Linked DNA regions of Mus musculus: regions 2, 3 and 4 are each linked to region 1. A link is a contact called in public Hi-C and promoter capture Hi-C data. All regions are on one chromosome and are shown on one strand. Each heading gives the region's core, a stretch centred on a gene start, on an enhancer-like site or on the middle of the called end of the contact. The rest is flanking DNA. Distances are from core to core; before and after follow the strand shown. Region 1 overlaps Ppfibp1 (PTPRF interacting protein, binding protein 1 (liprin beta 1)). Region 2 overlaps Ppfibp1 (PTPRF interacting protein, binding protein 1 (liprin beta 1)). Region 3 overlaps Ppfibp1 (PTPRF interacting protein, binding protein 1 (liprin beta 1)). Region 4 overlaps Arntl2 (aryl hydrocarbon receptor nuclear translocator-like 2).

The links. A called contact is a pair of places that touch in the nucleus more often than the background predicts. Capture Hi-C pulls out chosen DNA fragments and counts their contacts.
Region 2: a contact with region 1 is called in a promoter capture Hi-C map of pancreatic islet. The contact joins two enhancer-like sites. A contact is called at or near these places in 1 of 39 promoter capture datasets (the 3T3-L1 cell line), 1 of 115 datasets of contacts at active chromatin or transcription factors (heart atrium) and 2 of 9 other capture datasets (adipose tissue and pancreatic islet).
Region 3: a contact with region 1 is called in a Hi-C map of embryonic fibroblasts, with 5 times the contacts expected there. The contact joins two enhancer-like sites. A contact is called at or near these places in 1 of 39 promoter capture datasets (hippocampal neurons), 22 of 484 Hi-C or Micro-C datasets (the AML12 cell line, DN3 thymocytes, the HL-1 cell line and 15 more), 8 of 115 datasets of contacts at active chromatin or transcription factors (bone marrow-derived macrophages, embryonic stem cells, fibro-adipogenic progenitors and 5 more) and 1 of 9 other capture datasets (embryonic stem cells).
Region 4: a promoter capture Hi-C map of pancreatic islet shows a contact between it and region 1. The contact joins two enhancer-like sites. A contact is called at or near these places in 7 of 484 Hi-C or Micro-C datasets (Th1 cells, cerebral cortex, embryonic stem cells and 4 more) and 2 of 9 other capture datasets (adipose tissue and pancreatic islet).

Annotation. Positions count from the first base shown.
Region 1 is chr6:146,907,215-146,910,596 of GRCm38.p6, forward strand. The region is part of intron 1 of Ppfibp1 (PTPRF interacting protein, binding protein 1 (liprin beta 1)); the gene reads left to right. Among named protein-coding and RNA genes, the nearest start is that of Ppfibp1, 20 kb to the left of the region's middle. Within about 2 kb of position 1,802, at least 91 of the 459 cell types and tissues checked have an H3K27ac peak or open chromatin away from gene starts, as enhancers often do. A contact at or near this core is called in the AML12 cell line, embryonic fibroblasts, heart atrium and 2 more, where this site is marked.
Region 2 is chr6:147,008,641-147,012,265 of GRCm38.p6, forward strand. It overlaps Ppfibp1 (PTPRF interacting protein, binding protein 1 (liprin beta 1)), which reads left to right. Exons shown (of 31, transcript NM_001355728.1): 15 at 1,332-1,447; 16 at 2,223-2,279. Among named protein-coding and RNA genes, the nearest start is that of Rep15, 22 kb to the right of the region's middle. Within about 2 kb of position 1,916, at least 44 of the 459 cell types and tissues checked have an H3K27ac peak or open chromatin away from gene starts, as enhancers often do. A contact at or near this core is called in pancreatic islet, where this site is marked.
Region 3 is chr6:146,978,025-146,981,726 of GRCm38.p6, forward strand. Ppfibp1 (PTPRF interacting protein, binding protein 1 (liprin beta 1)) reads left to right here. Exons shown (of 31, transcript NM_001355728.1): 4 at 20-225. Among named protein-coding and RNA genes, the nearest start is that of 1700034J05Rik, 25 kb to the left of the region's middle. Within about 2 kb of position 1,652, at least 63 of the 459 cell types and tissues checked have an H3K27ac peak or open chromatin away from gene starts, as enhancers often do. A contact at or near this core is called in the AML12 cell line, embryonic fibroblasts, heart atrium and 1 more, where this site is marked.
Region 4 is chr6:146,819,784-146,823,468 of GRCm38.p6, forward strand. It overlaps Arntl2 (aryl hydrocarbon receptor nuclear translocator-like 2), which reads left to right. Exons shown (of 15, transcript NM_172309.2): 7 at 745-885; 8 at 2,127-2,367; 9 at 2,806-2,912; 10 at 3,311-3,461. Among named protein-coding and RNA genes, the nearest start is that of Arntl2, 16 kb to the left of the region's middle. Within about 2 kb of position 2,353, at least 8 of the 459 cell types and tissues checked have an H3K27ac peak or open chromatin away from gene starts, as enhancers often do. A contact at or near this core is called in pancreatic islet, where this site is marked.

The sequences.
Region 1 (3,382 bases), core at 552-3,051:
CCCTCTGACTCCTGGTGCTGTGACAAGTTTCCTTTTGTCTCATACCCTTAGCCTGTATGGATCCCAGCCAGCCTCTTAGGGTTTTCTGAAAGAAGATGCAGCTTACCGTGCAAAGCAGTATAGGAGCTCCCAAGTCCTGCTGCAGCCCCTCCCCTGTCTGGTCTCTTGGGGGATTACAAAAATTACTACCATGTCATCAGTATCAACCCCAAACCTTTGTTCTTGTTAGTAAAGATTTGGAATGCTGTTCCAAGTTCAGTGTATACTTAAGATAGAGAAGTTCTTGACAGGTAGCTTAGCAGGGTGAGTCTACTGGGGTGTGAGGGTGGGGTTGACAGTGCCAGTTTGGGCACCCTTTGTACGAGTGTCAGTTCATAGCGCCATGTGATGTTGTGATGTGCATATTATTAGTTAAGATAGGTCTTACTGTCCTGACTTGTGACCTTGCTGTACTCCTGTACATCACTTAACTCCTGTGGTTGTTTACTAGCTTCGGTTGGTGTTCAGAAAGTGGTCAGAGCTGACTGCTAATTATTTGTAGTTTTTAATTGAATGGCCACCTAACAAGTGTTTTTAAAATTTCAGCCTTCATGAGACTTTTGAGGGAGCTTGTAGTGTCCTCAGCACAATTTAAAATAATTCTCCAGACTTAGATTGCCTAGAAGCTCCAAAGTGGGTGTCAAGTGGAGTTACGCTGTGTGTCTGTTAGGAATCAAACACAAGTGTAGATGTGGCAAGACACTTTATCTGCCAGGTTGGGAAATTTGGACCCTGTAGCCAAATGAAGGGGGGGATCATAACCTCCTTGTTAATTATTAAACAGCAGGCCTGTGGCTTCTTGGAAGTTCACATGATGCTTGGTGATACATATGCCTGATTGTGGTGTAGTGGGGCCTAGCTTCTGGATTTCTGAAATGGCTGATTCCAAATTGAATAATTTTCCCCAAGTGTGAATTGCTGCATGATCAGAATATTAATTCTCTAAATATATAAGTACAATAGTTTCTGAAACAACCTGTGTTGCACTTACAGAGCTGGTGGGTCATCATCACAAAAGGCGAACAAGCAGGCAAGGCACACAAAATATCAACCCAGAACTTTGTGGCCAAACATTTCCAGGGTTAATGGATTTTTGTAAAAAGCTTCTATCTATCTATCTATCTATCTATCTATCTATCTATCTATCTATCTATCTATCTTCTATCCATCCATCCATCCATCCATCCATCCATCCATCCATCCATCCATCCAGGTGCATTGGAGGTTGGAGGACAAATGGAAGGGATTGTATCTCCTATTGATATTCTAAATCCATGCTAGGATATTTTAGTCATGGCTAAGGTTTGGGATTTATGAGTTTGTTTTGGTTGTTTCTTTTGTCACTGTGACAAACCCTGACAGAAACAATTTAAGGGAGAAGAGGTTGCTGTGGATTACAGTTTCAGAGGGCTCAGTCCTTCATGCACAGGGGCTTCGTGGTGCAAGTGTGGTCAAGTTCCTCACATAGTGGCTAGACCAGGAAGAAAAGAGCTAGGTGGAGTCAGATGCAGCCTTCTAAGCCTTCCTCCTAGTGGGCTACATTCCCAGAGTTCTACAGTGTCCCCTAAACACAGACCAGCAGGGGACCAAGTCTTAAAAGCACGAACTTGGGAGGGACATTCCAGATTCAAACTAGAACAGAGTTCTCTTGCCAGAAGATAAAGTTAGTCTGCTGTGGTTAAAAAGGAGTCAGTCAGTTCCTGGCATTTCCCAAAACCCGTTGTGTTCAGCAAATTTCTGAAACTGTCAGTCATGGTTTGTGGTGTGAGTGAACAAAGCCAAAGTCATACATAGATAATCATGCCCAAGCTCTTTCCTGAGCCCAGAGTGAGTCTATCTGCAGAAGTGAACACACATATGCTTTTCTGTCTTCTGGGAAGTGAAGGGGTTATAGGTTCTGTTCATCTAATGTATCAATAGGTTAGGTGTCCTGTAGGTCTAGAGATGGGGAATCTTGGTGATTTGTCCTTGGCACACGGCCAAAGTGGTAGTATGTTATTGTGTGCTGGTGTGTTGATGTGTATGTGTGTGTGAGTGTGTGTGTATACATACTGGCTTCTGAGAAAGCCTCCCTCAATCTCTGGACAGCTTTGTCACCTTTTCTTTGACACAATGAGGCTGGAGCTCTGTAGTGCCAGGTGGAGGAAAATGTTACCAACCTGTTTCCATGATGTTTGTAGTGGAAAGATAAATAAATAGTTCACTGTTCTCTATTCAGAAACTGAGCAGATTCAAGTTGCCATAGTGACAGGTTTTGTACAAAAAAAAAATACCCATTTTTAAACCTCTTAAAGGGATGTTGGCAGTTGGATTGTTGGGATATGAAATGGCTGATCTGCCACCGTTTTACTGTGTTTGCTAAAAATAAGAGACAAATAAAGAATTAGAAGTTCAAGTTTTCCTCAGATGAAAAGGAAAATTTGAGCACTATGATTGCTTGGTGGTAGAAAGACAGAAGATCCCTCTCTGATGGGTATGTGTGCTGTTCAAGAAGACTTGGATTCTTTTGTGTGAGCCCTAGAGCCTTTGGAGTCTTATTTGGTCTTTTGAACATGCCTGTACACATGTGCCTACCCGCCTGCCTGAGGTAGACCACGACCTCTTGTCCAGCTCAGATGAGGAATCTCCAGCTGTGCCTTTTCATTGTGACTCATGTCTGCAGAGGATGAAAGAAGAGATTCCTGGCATGAATCATGGTGCTGTGCAGAGAGAGATGACTGGTGTTGGGAGAAAAACTTCTGAAAACCCAGAATTTTTAAAAAAGTCTATCAAGAAGAGCTAGACCAGAAGGAATTTTCAGTGTTGCCTTCACACCTGAGAAGTCAATCAGGACAAGAAGGGGAAAAGGCCAAAGGAAAAACCTTCTCCATGGGACTGGCTGCACCTCAGGAACGAGGCAGGGCCAGTTGGGCTTGGAAACCACTGGAAACTCTCACTCACTCCACACAACACCACACCACCCTCTTACCCCACCTTGGCCTCATTCTCCTGCAGTCGGAAGGTTTGACACACTCTCTGGGGAGAATGCTCTTGGCTGTTTGAGGGTGGGACCTCAAAGTGTGGGAGAGAGCTGCCTTCTTTAAGCTGATATTGCATAATGTCTCTAGGAGGTAGGGTGTAATGGTTAAGGGCAAGCTGTCAGCCAGGCCGACTTAGGTGCCTGGACCTCAGGAAAATAGGTTAGTCTGAAAGAGTTAGCTGATTGTAACAAATAAACACTCATGGTTTTTATTTTTACACACTAAGAGGTGTAGTGGTTGAATCTGTGAAATGTACTTTCCTATCCTCCCAGACCCCAATGTATAGACTTTAAGCCAGAGTTCAGCTGTTGCCAAATACTGAG
Region 2 (3,625 bases), core at 666-3,165, 100 kb after region 1:
ATTTTCCCCACGGTTAGGAGTCTAGGGAAACAGTTGAACTTCAAGAAATATGGGTGAGTGCTAAAGAGATTACCCAGCATCAATTGCAAAGATTTCAATCAAAACCAAACGGGGTATATAGAAAGAGCCCCATTTTAAAAATAGGGTAATCTCTTTAACACTGCACCAGGCCAGTGCAAGAGAGCTAGGCACACCTGTAATCTCATAGGAGGCTGAGCTCATGGCCAGCCTGGACTACATAGGAGACTGATCAGAAAGAGAGTTAAAAAAGAGGTCATGAATGTGGGAGGGAGGGAGGGAGGGAGGAAGGGGGAAAAGGAAGGAGGGAAGGAGAGAGAAAGAGAGCAGTTAGCAAAGGGAAATACATGGAGGGCAGGAAAGTGAAGGGGGAAATATAAATTTTAATTTAAAAATTATTAATAAAAATTAGAGAGAGGGGACAGAGAGAACTGTGGCTTGGAACATAGCTCAGCACTGGACTATGTGGTAGGTCAGCACTACAAATAATTAAACGAGGAGCCCACTGGTTACCTGACTTGGAGTTCACACAGGTGTTTCCTTTGTGAGTTCTTGGTGCCGATCCTACTCTGTTCTCTAGTTCTCATACATTACCAGAAAACCCTAGTGTTAAAAATCCTTCAGGCCGGGCCGTGGTGGTGCACGCCTTTAATCCCAGCACTTGGGAGGCAGAGGCAGGTGGATTTCTGAGTTTGAGGCTAGCCTGGTCTACAAGGTGAGTTCCAGGATAGTCAAGGCTACACAGAGAAACCCTGTCTTGAAAAAAAACCCACCCCCCCCCAAAAAAATCCTTCAGACTCCAGCCCTAGGCCCCAGAGGTATTTGAGAAAATTATATCCATATTTCATTGTTTCTGTAGAGTCTGTTCTCACTGATTTTAATGCATTATTCACCAGATAGGATAGTTGAACATAGTCAACTTGTTCACGCATGAAAAGAACAATTAACCAACATGATGCATGTTATGTGTTAGACGTGTAGTAGAAATAAAAATGGAAATGGTACTTTGTTTACAATATATGTCGACCCTGAGGAGTCAGTACCTTGGCACTGGCACTCCGTGGGCTTGCCCCGTGATCGGGACATGGTACTTTTTTTAGTTTAGGTATTTTACTTTGTTATTCAGGATATTTGCTGTCTTAGGACCAAATTTAATCCTTTCTCCACAGTGCTTGCTCTCATCAACACCTTGTCTAGATGTTTGTAAATAGAGTTCCAAGCACTGGTGTATTTTGTAGACCAATTCTGTGATGCTTTGTTGCTCTGCGGCATGTGTTTTGATTGGTTTTCTTTTCACTTACATCTTTTTACAGTTTCACACCAGCGTCTTGCAAGCTTCAATCCCTTCACTATTGCCGCCATCTGTGGATGTAGACACTTGTGAAAAACCCAAGTTGCCTACCAAGCCCGAGACTTCATTTGAAGAGGGGTATGCCATTTATGGACTAGCATTGTGGTATAGATGCTCAGAGAAATAGAGCAACCACAGATAAGGGCACGTCACACTTACTTGCAGACACAGGTTTCACCGTCTGTTTTGCAATGATGAAACAACGGGGTGACAGTGGAGCCTGGAAGTGAGGGATGAGGTCAGAGCAGCCTTTAAGGGCTTGGGTATTACTTTCTAGGCCATAGATGCCTGTGAATAGTCAGCGAAGCAGGCTGAAGAGTGAAGTCAACAAACAGAAACACGGCTGTCTCTCCATAGGCAAATCGATACTTTGCCAGAAAATTCTCAAGTGAATTGCCTAACCTTGAAATAGACTTAAGAAAATATTTAAACTTAGATTCTTCTTTGCAATATTTTTTTTTAACATTTCCGTTCACTTAGAACATGTACAGACAGGCCCCAGCTAGGACAGCTTGCCTTGCGATTTTTTTTTTTTTTAACTCTACAATGTTGCCGTAGTTTCACTTCTGCACTGTTTTGACAGGTATGAGGTGGCCAGCACACCCTTTAACGTAGACTCTGTGGGAGAGATTTTTTTTTTTTTTGCCCAGCTGTAGGCTAGTGCGGTACTGTAAATATGAACAAGGAAGGGCAGACCAACTGTTTTTGGTTGATTAAGCAAAAGTCACTTTGATTTAACAGTGATTTGAGCTTCCTATGGGTTCTTTGGGACTTCACCATTGCAAAGCTAGGTGTGTCTGTGCGGTTTTCAATTCATGCCGTTAACAAATGCTTTTTTAAAAATATATTTTAGTGACGGAAGAGCAATCCTGGGCGCTGCCGCTGAAGTCTCCCTGAGTGATGGTGTTTCGTAAGTTGTATATCCTTGAGTATGAAGTGTGATCGAGGCTTCAGAAAACCGGGGATCTTTTGTGTTCATGTAACCATTACACAGTGACCAACTGGGTCATGAGAACTCAAGTGCGCAGGTCATGACAGGAGGGGCTGGAGGCTGATGTCACAGAAGCTCTCCACCCTGCTGTCTCAAGCCTGACGGTTGTAAATCTTTAGACACCGTCACCAGTTCTCATTGGGAGTTCAGCACTTTTAATTCATTTTGTGCTGATTTGTTATGTTTTATTCCAACAGGAAAGAATCCCAGAGAACTCGAAGCTGGCAGAGCTGCTTTCTGCACTTACATTTTAATAAACTGGCCTAATGTGAATGTTTACCCAAGTCAGAGTCTGGATTAGATTAGGAAAGCCCCAAACAACCAGGAAAGCCTATTTTCAGACAGAGTTCGCATGAGTTGTTTCTGTTTCTCTGTTATCTTTTATGGTTTTGGCAGTCAATATGACTGACAACTTACGTAAGGGGGAGAAATGCCTTTAAAGGTTTTGTTGCTCTAGCTCTTTTGGAGTAGATTCCTTCTATCGTCTCTTTCTCTGCTGTGCCTTCCTTTTTTATCCTGCATTGCTGGGGATCAGGCCTCTGGTAACTCACATGCCGAGCACACTGGCACTGAGGTACACCCCAGTGTCTCAGGTTGTGAAACTGGCCCCGTGTTTGTGCATTTAGTTTTTGAGTCGGGCCATCTCCAGCTGTGTATAACTGAACACTACTTATGAGAAAGAGAAAGTTTCTGTGATTTACAGGCTCCTCCTGTCTTCCTAGGGTAGCAAATGAGTTACCTTGGGCAATAACACGGATTCCTCTAGTGCCCTTTTTCACTTCCTCCCCTTCCTTCTCCTCTTCTCCCTCCTCCCCCTTCCTCTCTTGTTTGTCCCTCTCCCTCCTCCGTCTCCCTCCCCTCTTCTCTCTTTATTTTTGTCCTTTCCTTCTTTCTTTTTCACTTTTGGAGACAGGCTTTGTCCTGATAGCTCATGCTGATCTCAAACGCCCTTCTGCCTCTTATGTACTGAAATTTCAGGCATGCCCACAAAACCTGGCTTATTATGCTTTGATCAGAACTATTGACTGAATTGCTTTGCCAGACTCAAAACAGTTATTCCTCTTTGAAAGAAGAGAACATTTTCATTCTTAAGTAGAAGGGTTAGAGCTGAGCAGTGCACGGGCGTCTACGGAGCACCTAGTGTAAATGTGTAAGCGCCACTCGTCCATGGAAAACACTGACACTGCCAACACAGCCTTAAGTGTTTTTCCAGCTACTGTGACAAGTGTGGGACAGTTTGTGTTACTGGCACGGCAGCTAACCAC
Region 3 (3,702 bases), core at 402-2,901, 71 kb after region 1:
GACTTTCTTTGGAAACCAGGTTCTAAAGCCTTGGAGTATTCCAATGGGATTTTTGATTGCCAATCTCCCACCTCCCCATTTATGGGAAGCTTGCGCGCTCTGCACCTTGTGGAAGACCTGCGTGGATTGTTGGAGATGATGGAAACGGATGAGAAGGAAGGATTGAGATGCCAGATCCCAGATTCAACAGCAGAAGTGCTTATTGAGTGGCTTCAAAATCAAATGGTAGGCTTCTGTATGCTCCTTCTCTGTGCTGTCAATCTCCTGTGTGATCCTTCTCTGTGCTGTCAGTCTTCTGCATGTGCCTTCTCTGTGTGTGAATCTTTGCATGATCCTTCTCTGTGCTGTCAATCTTCTTCATGTTCTTTCTTTTTGTTGTCAATCTTCTGTTGTTTACTATAAAACTGAGAGCATAGATTAGCAGATCAGCAGAAGAGAAAAAAACTTACAAGGCAGAACATGAGACCCCAGTTCCTCTCTGCTGTAAAGAAAACTTAGAATTTTTCTTTATATGAATGGATATTTTGCCTACCCATATGTCTGTGTACCAAGCATATACAGTGAAGGTATCAGGTTTGTGTGTGTGTGTGTGTGTGTGTGTCTGTCTGTCTGTCTGCCTGCCTGTCTCACAACAGAGAATTGTGAGCCACCATGTCAGTGCTGGGAATTGAGCCATGCTCTGAAAGAACAGACAGTGTAGTCCCTAACCTCCCCATCTCTCCTAAGGATAGCTTTGGAAAGGCACTGTATTGTATCCGTGCCAATGAGTTGCTCAATTCTACCTCTATAAATGGACTGGCTTCTAGGTTGTATAAATGACCAGGTATGCTCCTGTGAGGAAGAGAGCCTTGTATGTAACAGTAACAGTGGGGTGGGGCCACCTCTGAAGGACTTAATAGGTATTCTAAACGGGAAGTATAGTGGGTGGATGCTTCAGAAAGCAGTAAAACTTTGTAGCTGTGATTGAGGAGAAGTGCCATCTAGTGGTGTGTGGCAGCCATGTCGCTTCCACTTCTGTTAGCTCTTACAGTTTCTAGACATCCTTCTCCACTGTAAATATCACATCTGGTATGTGTTGAACGCGAAGTCTAAAGAACATCACAAAAGCAGATGAGAAGATAGGAGGGTGACGTAACCATAAGATGCTTAGGACTTGGTTGTGTTTACATAAAACCTATTGCAGGATTAAGGTCTGTCTGGCAGACTGGAGGAATGATAGCTGGCTGCCTGCTCTGAGGGCCTGGATACCCACCCTGTGCCAAAGCATTTCCTGGGGTGTTGCACAAATTCTGGAGCCCCAGCCAGTCCAGATCTGAGCCTGGTGTTCCTGGTTCCATCCAGTTGGTACCAGTCAGCATCTTTCAGTGGCATTGCAGCTAACTGCAAGGGGTTAGGAGAGTTAGAGATGTTTCACTTTTAGAAACAGGTGATGCCTGCTCCTGAGACTTGACACTTGCCCTGGGAGGGTCCTCCAGGGATTTAAGAGTCCAGGTTTGCTAGTTTCTTTGGGAGTAACTTGGTGCTGTGAAACTCACTGTCCCCTGGCACATTCCTCAGCCTGTTCCTACTTCCTGTGTCTTTACTCTGACATTCAGCACACAGTGAGAAAGGAATTTATTACTTGGCTCAAGAGGACCTGTAGATAATTGACTTGTGCCTTTTGGTTGAGTGTTTGTTTCTGAGGGCTGAGGGGGAGAGGGGAGTCTGCAGTTGTATTGTTAAGACTTGAGTTCAGTCTTAACAAACAGCACTTGCTGAGGGCAGTGAAGGCACGCTGCTGTCATGGCCACTCTGCGCCGGCTGCCCCCACCTGAGAACTCTGCAGACTTGGTAATATGATGGTGGACACTGCTCTGAGGTTTTCCCAGAAGTTCAGGACACTTGCTTTAATGTCAGCTGGGGTGTCTCAGTGTGCTGCTGTGTGACACAGGTGACTAAGATCACTGAGAAGACATAGGCACCTTGTTTTCAAAGGTCTGAAAAGCATTCCTGAGAGCCGCATGAAAAGAGGGGCCTTGTGGAGAGCAGCAGAGAATCACTGCAGGAGGCTGGAGCACACTCTAGCTGAGCAGCTCTAAGTCTGATTCTGAGACAAGCCAGAGGCCCAGAGAGAGCACAGCCCACATGTTGGCCCTAAAGTATGCACACTCACATTTTTGCACTTCAGAAACACGTGCACTTGGGATTGGAATGTTTTCCATGTAAGCAATAAAGACTGGCTGGTGTGATGATTATTTAGCAGGTCAGAAGTTGGCTACTAATGCCTCGTTTCTACACTCTGCCTCACAGCTTAGAAGCCTTGATTTGCAGACATTGAACTTAGCATCACTCATTTCATTGAAGATGGCATTTTTGTAACCTCTACTGATTGTGAGATGACCCTCCTGTCAGTCTGTCTCTTGACCTCTGCTGCTGCAGCTCCAGGGCCCGATCCTCAGGTTCTTGGATTAGAAAAAGCATTGTGAGAATATTCCAGGGCAACTTAGATATGGTGGTTTGAATATGCTTGCCCCAGGGAGTGGCAGTATTAGGAGGTGTAGCCTTGTTGGAGGAAGGGTGTCACTGTGAGGGTGGGATTTGAGACCCTCCTCCTAGCCACGTGGGAGCCAGTCTTCTGATCTTCACCTTTTGGATGAAGATGTTGAACTCTTAGCTCCTCCAGTGCCACGCCTGTCTGGACACTGCTATGGATCTGCCTTGATGCTAATGGACTGAACCTCACAACCTGTAGTAAGCCAGCCCCAATTAAATGTTGTCCTGTATAAGAGTTCTTGATCATGGTGTCTCTTCATAGCAATGGAAGCCCTAAGATATTAGACATAAACAGAAGCTATGTGTTTGGCTCAGACATATTTTTTTTTTTTTTGCCAACTTAAAGCTATGCTTGATAGACACACAGTCCTCCATTAGTGATTCCTGTGTAACATACTCTACCTTGTCAATATTACAGTGGAATTCTCTTCTGCCTCCATAACTGAGCAGGTGACATACTGGGTAGATTTTCCCCAATCACAGGAGGCTACCTGCTGAATCATAAATGTCTTCATTTTTTAGAAGCATACATTTATAGAAATTCTGTTAAGACAAATCCATGCTTACACAGTGTCCCTTCACTGGGATATGTTATTAGCCATGTTTTCTTTTTTCCAGCTACCTTTGTTTGTTTCTTTGCTACCTGGTCTCTCTGGGTATCCTAGGCAGGCCTCAAATTCTTATTCCACCTCCTGAGAACTGGCATTACAGGCAGCTGTCCAGCTGCCAATTACATGGAATAATTAAGGAGGTGCTGCAATTAGTAAAGAAGTAACCTGCATCCTTTGGGAAACCAGGGGTGCTCCCAGATCTGGCAAGAATGATAATTAGCAGTACAAATGCCCACTGCACTAATTAGCATCTCTTAAAGGACACAGACTCTCAAGCTGGCCACCATTGAATGAAGACTTTAATTGCTTAATTGGAATCATTAGCAAGTGATTGTAAAGTATCACAGGGGCATCCTTGCATCTCAGAAGCATCTGTTGTCACCTCACCAGCAGTGAACTGCTATGATGACCGTCCTGGCTCCCTGTGGTGGTGTTGGGGTCATTTCCCTCTGTGGAAAGACATCCTGTTAGATTCTCAATTTCTAAGACCTACTGTTTCCTGGCAGGCTCAGAGAGGAGTGCCTAGCATGTGTTAGTATGGGCTCCTCACACTTCTGCA
Region 4 (3,685 bases), core at 1,103-3,602, 87 kb before region 1:
GTAAGAGACGTCTCTACTTAAGAGCAGTTGCAGCGTTTGCAGATGATGATCCAGGCTCTGGACCCAGCACACACTCAGTCTTGCCGGGAACTCCAGCTCCAGGGGGTCTGATGCCCTTTCCTGGCCTCTACAGGCACACACAGGCATGCACTTGGTACATAGACATTCACTTGGATGAACACAACACACATAAAATAAACATAGTTTTTAAAAGTTAAAGAAATAATGATCTAACCAGTTTTTAATTTTTGTTTGAGACAGGTTTTACTATGTAGCCTTTGCTGGTCTGTAGCTCCTTGTGTAGACCAGGCTGGCTTTGAACTCACTCCCTGAAGGAAGTCTTAAGATAAATTGCAAGTGTTTTAAATTGTTGAGTGTGGTGATCCATGCCTGCAACTCCAACACTCTAAAGTTTGAGCCCCACCCCCACCCCCCAGACCTACACTCTCTCCTCGAAAACAAAACACTGCCAAGAAAAGACAAACTGAATATATCTGAATATGGTGAAACATTAGAAGGGACTGGAGAGCTAACAACGCTTACTGTTGTTCCTCAAGACCCGAGCTGGTTCTCAGAACCCACATCGGGCCAGGCGTAACCGCGACGCTTGAGCATGCGCACAAGCAGGCGCGCGCATGAGCATGTGCAAAGATGAATCTCTTTTTTAAGAGAAGAGAGAAAGGGACGGGGAGGATTGTTAGCACGTCTGTGATTATTCTGTTCTCATTCCTGCTGCTGTGAAAGCCTCTCAGGTTTACAGTCACCCCTACACTGGGCGACCACGCATGCATTCTGGCTCCAGACGATCTTTCTTCTTTAGAATGAAGAGCTGTACCGTCCCTGTCAAAGAAGAGCAGCCATGCTCGTCCTGCTCAAAGAAGAAAGGTGAGACTCCCGGGAGAGCCGGTGATTCGGAGCCTGGTGCAAAACGCAAGGTCCTAAGTAGTTTCTATCCAGGAAAAAGTAAGTTTCATAGTCACGGCAAGAAATAGGATTCAAAGCGTCTAAGTAAGATTGTTTTTAAACTGAAATTATTTACACTGGCTCACCACCAGGTGCACATCCTGTTGTGCTACTGAATCTGTAGCGAAGAGAACTTTAAGTTAGATTTGGGAGACGTGATGTAGGCCTTAAAGCGTAGTTAACACTCAAGTAACAGAGGCGGGAAAGATTTCTGTGAATTCAAGCCCAGCAGGGCTATGTAGCAATACCCTATCTCAAAGATAAAATAGTAAAATAAAAACTCAAACAACAACAAAGTTCAATCTCTTTTTAAAAAACTTTTTGCTTGTTTGTTTGTCTTTTTATTTTGTGTTTTGTTTTTGTTTTGAGATAGGGTCTCACTTTGTAGCTTTACCCAGGAACTCACTGTGTATACCAGGCTAGCCTCAAATGCACACAGATCCATCTACCTCTGCCTCCTGAGTGTTGGAGTTAAAGGTGCATGCTACTATGCCCAACCCTAAAATAATTTTTTATCTTGCTTTTTAAGTGTGTGTGTGTGTGTGTGTGTGTGTGTGTGTGTGTGTATGCGTGTGTATGCCCACACAAGTGAGTCCAGTGCCAATTGAGGCCATCAGATTCCCTGGAGCTGAAACTAAGGTCAGCTGTGGGCTGCCTGATGCACGTGCTGAGAACTGAACCGAGTTCCTCTGACAGAGCACAGGCACTCCTAACTACTGAACCACCACTCCAAACTCCTGCTTGCTTCTTTTTGAGACAGAGTCTTACTATGTAGTCCAGTAGGGCGGGGATGTAGTATGTATGGCCATATGTGTCTATTAATCATCATCATAACCAACAGTAAGAGATTTGCAAGTTTCTTCATTATAGTCAGACATAGTGTTATAGGCCTGCAATCACTTAGGAGGCTGAGGTAATAGTATCAGGGATTAGAGGATAGCCTGGTATACATAGGGAGCTGGTTAGAGGCTAGCCTGGGCTTCAGAATACATTTGTCTCGAAAAGAAAAAAAAGAAAAGGAAAAAGTGGAGAAAGAGGGAGAAGAAAGGAAAGAGGAAGGACAAGGGGAGGAGGAAGAGAGAGGAAGAGGAGGGAGGAAGAAGAGGGAGGAGAAATATCAGCATCTATAGTGACCTAAGTGTATTGCTATGATTTTTCATTAGACCATAGAAAATTCCACACCGTCCATTGCACTGGATACTTGAGAAGCTGGCCTCTGAATGTTGTTGGCATGGAGAAAGAGTCGGGTGGTGGGAAGGACAGCGGTCCTCTTACCTGCCTTGTGGCTATGGGACGGTTGCATCCATACATTGTCCCTCAAAAGAGTGGCAAGATCAACGTGAGACCGGCTGAGTTCATAACTCGCTTCGCAATGAACGGGAAATTCGTCTATGTTGACCAAAGGTAAACACTCCATGTTTGGCTACCCAGAGGCCACTGGGGCAGCTGAAGCACAGCGTCAAAGCTCCGCTGCAGTTTTCTCCTAACGAGGGCTTGAGAAGAGGAAGTATATTTTAAGTGAAATACGGAGATGGTGATGTTGGTGATTTTGGTAGAACTGGAGGGTAAACTTGGGAAAGTGTTTCCTAGCAGTGGTGTTGAGTCTGCCCTGCTCCATGGCCGCAGTGTTGGTGGTACTGGTGGTACCCTGTACAGGCATCAGCAGGACGTCATGGGGCCTCACCTGGGGTCCTGTTTGCAGTCTAGCTGTGGATGGGGAGGACCAAGGCTAGCTCTTTCTCCAGACGGCTTTCCTGCAACCCGACCTGTGCTGGACCTGCAGTGTTCTGGGAGGCATCACCGTCAGCAACTGCCATGATGTTTTTCTGTTTCAAAAACCAGGGCAACGGCAATTTTAGGATACCTGCCTCAGGAACTTTTGGGAACTTCATGTTATGAATATTTTCATCAGGATGACCACAGTAGTTTGACTGACAAGCACAAAGCAGGTAGGTAATCCATTGAATGAGGTGCTTTGCGGGTAATTTAAAAATGACGTCAGCCAGGTGTGATGGATCACACTAAAAAAAATCTCAGTATCTGGGAGGTGGCTTAGAGGATTGGGAGTTCCAGGCTAACTTGGGCTACATAGCAAACTCCTGTCTAAATAAAGAAAGAAATGATTATACCATCAACTCCGAATTCCTTATGAAATCCAAAATTAATTCTCAAGGCCCTGGTCTGGCTTTGGTGGTGTCTGGGTTTCGGCACAGCCCCCTGGCTGGCCCGGAACCCGCATACACCCTTTCCATCCTCTGGGGGTGGAGTTACAGGCATGAGCCACCACTCCCAGCGTGAAGGCTTTGGTTGTACAGGCTATTCCGCTGACTGCGGCTTTCCTGTGAAGTTCTGCAGAGTAAGGAGAAAATACTTACAGACTCATACAAATTCAGAGTGAAGGATGGTGCCTTCGTGACTCTGAAGAGTGAGTGGTTCAGCTTCACAAACCCTTGGACCAAAGAGCTGGAGTACATTGTGTCTGTCAACACATTGGTTTTGTGAGTAGTTTTCTGTGCTCTTAAGACCTTTGATCTAATTTCAAATGAGTATCACTGCTTCTCTCTCTCTCTCTCTCTCCCTCTCTCTCTCTCTCTCTCTCTCTCTCTCTCTCTCTCTCTCTCTCTCTAGACAGGGTTTCTCTGTATAGCCTTGGCTGTCCTGGAACTCATTCTGTAGACCAGGCTGGCCTCAAACTCAGAAATCCTCCTGTCTCTGCCTCCCA